Linked DNA regions of Rattus norvegicus: region 1 is linked to region 2. The links are chromatin contacts, called in public Hi-C maps. All regions are on one chromosome and are shown on one strand. The core of a region is the stretch at or near the end of the contact, and the rest is flanking DNA. Distances in the headings are between cores, read along the strand shown. Region 1 holds the start of Tango6 (transport and golgi organization 6 homolog). Region 2 holds the start of Zfp90 (zinc finger protein 90).

What was found. Hi-C and Micro-C count contacts between places; a contact is called where the count stands out from the background.
Region 1: a Hi-C map of the A7r5 cell line shows a contact between it and region 2, with 4 times the contacts expected there. The contact joins the promoter of Tango6 here to the promoter of Zfp90 in region 2. A contact is called at or near these places in 3 of 12 Hi-C or Micro-C datasets (the A7r5 cell line, frontal cortex and mammary epithelial cells).

The regions. Positions count from the first base shown.
Region 1 is chr19:51,478,047-51,481,354 of GRCr8, forward strand. It overlaps Tango6 (transport and golgi organization 6 homolog), which reads left to right and starts at 1,349. Exons shown (of 18, transcript NM_001427103.1): 1 at 1,349-1,528. The coding sequence starts at 1,426.
Region 2 is chr19:51,230,404-51,233,725 of GRCr8, forward strand. Zfp90 (zinc finger protein 90) reads left to right here and starts at 1,491. Exons shown (of 5, transcript NM_001025765.2): 1 at 1,491-1,594; 2 at 1,812-1,878. The coding sequence starts at 1,846.

The DNA.
Region 1 (3,308 bases), core at 99-2,598, 250 kb after region 2:
TTATGCTTTTGGTATAAAGTGGATCTTCTAGTAATGCACCAGCCATACAAAGAGGACGAAGAGGACCATTAGTTACTAAGGACCTCTCCAGGCCTCAGCACTGGCGATGCCACTGCAGTTTATTGCAGAGAGCATGCACTAGAGTCTCTGGCTCTGATCTCCATCGCCCAACCAACAAAACCAACATACACGGATGGGGCTGTTTGCAGCTGTCTCATCCCCAGAGCATGAGTGTGTGCATATTTATTTTAAAAAAGAATTATTTTATTTTATAGTTATGAGTGTTTGGCTGGCATGTGTGTCTGTGCCCCACAAGTGTGGCTGGTCGTCTTGGAGGCCAGAAGAGGGTATCCCCTAGAATTGGAGTAATACATGTGGCTTATGAGAATTAAACCTGGGTCTTCTACAAGAACTGGGAATACTCTAAACCACTGATCCAGCTCTCTCTCGCCCCGTGTATATTTATTTTTAAGTGTCACAAAAGGAAATAATAATACTAAGTTGAATATTTTTTGTTATTGTTGCTTTTGAGGACGAAGTTATGAACACATGGTCTTGTCACCTCAGCTTCCCTGAATGCTGATGTCACAGGTGTGAGCTTCTCTTTCAGGCTCTATGTACATCTGTGAACCTTATTTTATTGTGTTTCATTTAGTACTTGAAAATTTTCATAGTGAAATGTGTATTATTTTTACAAGAAACTATTTCTGTTCACTCCCCCCACCCCCACCCCCCGTCTGGGTTGAAGTACTAAGAACTGATCTCATGATCTTGTGCTGTTACTGGATAACATTTCTAGCCCTTAATAGCCTTGAAACGGTTTCACTAAGCTGCCTTCGCTACTTTTGAACATGTGATCCTCCCTCTATAGCCTCTATAGCAGCTGAGGTTCGAAGCATGGGTCACCACGCAAGACTACTTGTGTTCTTTCTTTTTCTATTTTTGAGTCAGGGACTCTCAGGGTTTCTGACTGGCCTTGAGCTTGGTATGTAGACCAGGTGGCCTCTGCTTCTAAGTACTAGGTTTGAAAAAATGCGTGTCACCACATAGGTCCTTTATTTTATCTTTTCTATAGAAGTTAATTATATTTTCTTTTAAAAATATTTTGTAATGCTTGTGCGTGCATGCGTATACATACGAGGTACTGGACCTGAGTTTGCACTGGTATCCGATATGGATGCTGGGAATTAAACTGGGGCGCTCTGCGAGAACAACACAAGAAACTGTATTTTGTTTCTCACACTCAGAGTAAAGGAAACCAGAAAAAACGGTTCGAAGGGGGCGTTCCAGACAGAGCAGGCCCCGCCCCAGGTTTGGGCCCCGCCCTCCATCAGAGGGCACGCCTCCCGCCACATCCAAAATGGCGGCCGCGCTGGTCCACTGTAGTGTCTGAGCGTATCGCAAGTGGCTAGCTCCACTCCAATCATGGCGGCCTCCGTTCAGGCGGCGGCTGCGCCGAGTGGCGTTCTGGGGACATGTGGTTTGGAGCAGATTCTGGAAGCGCTGAAGCTGCTGCTGAGCCCGGGAGGTGAGAGGATGAATCTCGGCGCGGGGCCGGACCCGAGGCTCGCGGGGTCGCGGGTCTCCTAGGCTCGCCCTGGCTGCCACCGCATGTTCCACTCAGGCCCTCCCGGGAACTCCATCCCACTCCCGGGAGCGTTTGGGCCTTGTGCAGTCTCACTTAAAACTTAAGGAAACGAAAGCTCCAGGAGAGCTTTTGGTCGGTTGAATGCTGTTGCTGGCTGAGGTCCGTTGAGCACCTCAAGGACCAGCAGCTCCGGTCCACTGTTTGCTCCAGCGCAGCGCTGACATAGGGACTGGAGACACCTTCAGACAGGTGTAATGTGATGACCCAACCGCTTGAGGGCTCCTGGTGTGCTTGAGATTTGTATAAAATGCCAAGTGACCAGAGATGCTGAGCAGGGACATTTTTAGCTGAATTTGAGGAAGATTTTTAAGGGTTTCCATTTTGGTATCAGAGATGCACAGTCACCTTTAATCTCGTGTTGAGTTCCCAATTTAATATTTGAAGGGACCTTGGGGATAGTGAAACCTTGCATTCTCTCTTACTGTTGAGTCTCTATTTGTGGTGATTTGACTGCTTCTGTCTCTCAAATGCTGGGATGAAAGGCAAGCACCACCATTCACGCCCCCACCCCTTTTTCTTTAGACAGTATATCATCACTCTATAGTTAAGGTATGTCCTGGAACTCACACTCCAAATCACGTGGTTATATTAGGGGAAGACTTAGAACTCAGTTCTGCTTGATCTCCTTGTCAGACTAAGGCAGATTATCCAGAATGGAACTTCTTTTTTTTTTTTTTTTTGGTTCTTTTTTTTTTTTTTTCGGAGCTGGGGACCGAACCCAGGGCCTTGCGCTTCCTAGGCAAGCGCTCTACCACTGAGCTAAATCCCCAACCCCCAGAATGGAACTTCTGATGGCATCTGGAAATGTAGAAGGGTATAAGAAAATAGGATCCTACTTACAAAACAGCAAGTATGGGTGTGTGTGTAGAATTTCAAGGTAAAGGCACACGTACAATCATGAGGTGAACACTCAGTCTCAAATGTCGACCCCCAAACTACAGCTGCAAACATTACACCATACTGGTGGGACGTGAAAAGAAAATAGTGGTAGGTGATTGCCTAAGTGCCAATCCCCATAGTAGTCCATTTATGTGTATATCATCTAGTCCCCACAGCAGTCTCATCAGAGAAGTATTAATAGCATTCATTTTTGCAGAGGAAGGAACCAAGGCTCACGTACATTGTAAATTGCCTAAAGTAAAACAAACACGTGTCAAAGCTCAGTTCCTTAACTAAAAGCATTGTAAATATACTGTCATGCCCCAGTTAAGAAGCAATGGCAGGATACATATTTTATTTATTAATCCTATGTGTGTATGTGTGTGTGAGTGCGCGTGTGTGCACGCACACCTATTTCTATGAGTGAGTGTATGTGTATTGTGTACATACAGTAGCCCACAGAGGCCAGAGGAGGGTGTCAGATTATCTGGAACTGGAGTTACAGGCAGTTGTGACCTGAATCCCAGTCCCCCCCCCCCCCCAGTGCAGAAAGTGATCTTACCCAATGAACCATCCCTCCAGCTTCCATATTAAAAAAAACAAGGTTTATTTTATTTTTAATAATGTGTATGTGTGGGTATGTACACGTGAGTACAGTTATCCTGAGAGACCAGAAGTGTCAGATCCCCCTGGGGCTGGAGTTACAGGCAGTTGTGAAGCATCTGACACGGGTGCCAAGAGCTGAACTTTGTTTTCTTTTCTGTTTTTTTTTTTAAACTTA
Region 2 (3,322 bases), core at 241-2,740:
CCTGTGTTTGTACTTCTTATTGAAAGTTCTATTTTAGGAATCAGCTAGGATTTCTTAAACTTCTGTTTTCTGCTTTATTTATCTGCCACTGTTGTTTAGTGTGGAAAATATTTACATAGTCTCAAAGGGGCTTGTTGTTACTTATACTTTCTCCGCCCCCTCATCCCAGCAAAACCCACATACTGCTGTAATAAATGACGAATAGTAACAGGTGTGGGTAGGAATGTTGGAATCTATATGCTGTTAGTAAGAGAGAGAGAGAGAGAGAGAGAGAGAGAGAGAAGAGAGGAGTGATACAGCCACTTCAGAAAACAAATTCACAGTTTCTTGAAATGCTAAACATTGTGCTACCAAATCTCTATAATTCTACTTCTCTGCATCTACCCCAGATCAATGAAACAGCACCCCCATAAAAGTGTGTACACACATATCCACTGTAATATGTTGCTTTGAAGATAAAAGCATAAAATCCCACAGTATAAACAACTCAAATGCCACCAACTGATGAATGAATTGCTCAGGCAATCAAATCCTTCATTCAGCATTAAAAAAGAATGGAATAGGGTTTACTGTAATGTGAATGAACTCAGAACCACTATGATAACTGAAAGAAGCCCATTCATAAAGCTTCGTATTGCCTGATCTTACAAAATACCCAGAAGAGGCAGAGTTGTTACAGAGACAACACAGGTCAGTGGTTGCCCAGGATTGAGAGGAGGCAGAGATAGGAGTAGGGGGTAGTTTTTTAAAGTACATGAGTTTTCTTTTGTGGCTGATAAAAATGTTCAAAGAGGAGACTAGAGTGATGGTTGTGCAACTCTGTGCGTGTACTAAAGTCCATTGAATGATACACTTTATCCATTCACGCATGCATTGTGTATTTACTTTGGCTTGTAAGCCCAGGTCTCTTTCTTGTAGCCCAAGCTGGTCTTGAACCACAGTTTAGGATAACTTTGAACTCCGGATCCTTAGCCTCTTGTGTGCTGGAGGATTGATTACAGGTTTGTGTCTTACAATAAGAGCTCAGCTTTGTGATATTGTAGTCTATAAATTATATCTCAACCAAGATATTTGAAAAAAGTGGGGAGAGGGTCTGGGAGGTGGTGCCACTGGCCTTTAACCCCAGCACTTGGGAGGTAGAGGTAGGTGGATCTCTGAGTTTGAGCCTAGACTGGTTTACAGAGTGAGTTCTCGGACATCTAGGGTTACACAGAGAGAGGGAGTGGGGGGAGGGGTGGAGAGAATTTCTAGCAGCTCCAGAAAGCATACACATACCAAACAAAAACTTTGAACCTAACCAACCAGTCAGCCTTCTTGTGTTCTTACCACAGCCCTCACTAGGAGGCGGGGCACCTCTGCAGGGCGGGCACGCGAGGATAGCTGGGAATCGTAGTTTCTGGGCCCGCAGATGGGCAGGCGCGAGGATCAGTGTGCGCAGTCGCACTTGTGGCTCTGCGCCCGCCGCTGTGGCCATTGTCCGGCCCTGTTGTTGCAGAGCTGCACCGCCGAGAACAAGAAACTGCAGCGGGCGCTAGAGGGACGGACCTGAGGTCGCGGATTCCGAAGCCCCGGAGCCAGATTTCGAGTGCCGTGGGTAGGAGGCTGTCCTCCCCGCCTCGCCGACCATCCTGTGGGCTGACTGGGCGTGGCCGGAGGGACTGTCCCGAAGCTGTGGGGCCTTTCATTTGGCCTTGGGGAGAGCCGCAGGAGAAGGCGGGGCTCCTCCCCACGTTTCGGCCGAAGTGGCTACAGAGCTGGAGGGGTGGGGCCTCGGGGTAGCCCGGTGAGTGGATCCTGTCCTCTCTCCTCAGCCCTGGACCATAGCCAGCACTCACTGAGGCAGGAATGGCCCCGAGACCTCCGACGGCCACGCCCCAGGTGAGCCGAGCCTTCCCCCACCGCCCGGAGCATCCCACCCTGCGAGGCCCTGGGAGTGTGAACCGAACAATTATTGGTATAGAGATTCTTAGTCTGGATCGCTTTGAGTCTCCTCCTCTAAAGAAATCCCCTCTCAAAGTGCCCAGACCTGGGCGGAGCGGGATTCCTGAAAGGATGGAGACTAGGGAAATGCGATCTTGTGAAAGAAATTAACCGATTTGGGATTGTCCACACTGAGCCTGTATTGCAGTGTACAGTTCTTGGAACTCTTCAGTGAGGAATGGAGAATAGGGTGACAAGATAGAAAAGTGAGGTAAGAAGCCCCTGCTTCTCATCCAAAGGCCTTAAAGAGACAGCAGGGGGCAGAAGAGACCTATTAGAGAAAGAAACCGTTGAAGGTTGGGCTCTGAGTCTGAGACCACCATCACCGCCAAATCTGGACAAACTAGCTCCAAGCTTTTGCTCCCCCAACCCCCGCCCCATTCGTTTTCTTTTTTCTTTGACAGATGTTTAATAGTGCACATCCCCAGGTCCCGGCTTCAACTTAATTAATAAGAGACAGATTTGTCAACCCATTTTATTCTTGTAGCAAAAGGGGCATTTTTCTGGACATAAAAACAATGAGGTTGTCCATATTACATTGATGAAAACATAATCCTAATCCTCTTTAGAATTAAGGGTAAGAACTAGGAATATAGCTCAGTGGTAGATCACTTGCCTAGCACGTGTGAGGTCCTAGGTTCAATTCCCAGCACCTCCTGGAAAATAATAAGGATGGGCTGGAGAGATGGGTTTCCAGTTAAGAGTGCAGACTGTAAACTTTTACATGCTGCTCTTGCAGAATTAGTTCAGTTCCTAATCCTCATAGCAGGAAACTCACAGCCACCTTGTAATCCAGGTGCAGGGGGGACCTGATGACTCTGACTTACTTGGACACCTGCTTTCACGTGACCATAATTGTTAGAAACAGAGAAAAAAAATCTCAAAAGAATTGAGGAACAAAGGATCACACCGAGTTGAAGGAAGCCTGGCAGGGCAGTGACTCTTGTAAAAATGGTGCCCCTGAACCCAAACAGACCTAAAAAGCACAATTTGCCAAGGTGGCTTCTGTCTTTTATCCCTCACATAGGTGGTGACTGAACTCAGTCAGTTAATTGAAGCTTGATTCTATAATCTGACAAGATTGGCAAATTGTTACAAGGGGGGGGGGCTTTGGGAATATAACATAATATGCCTTTATAGGGCTGTCTGTCTTTGTGAGGGAAAAAGGTTTGCACAATACCCACACTGAGATGCATAGTATAACAAAATACTTTTAAGATTAACAGTAAGCTACAAATTGTAGTCGCTACATGTATCATATAATCAAGTTTGATCTGGATAAAAATACTAGCAATGTCTTTTAAGATCAGTTTATAGGGGGGTTGGGGATTTAGCTCAGTGG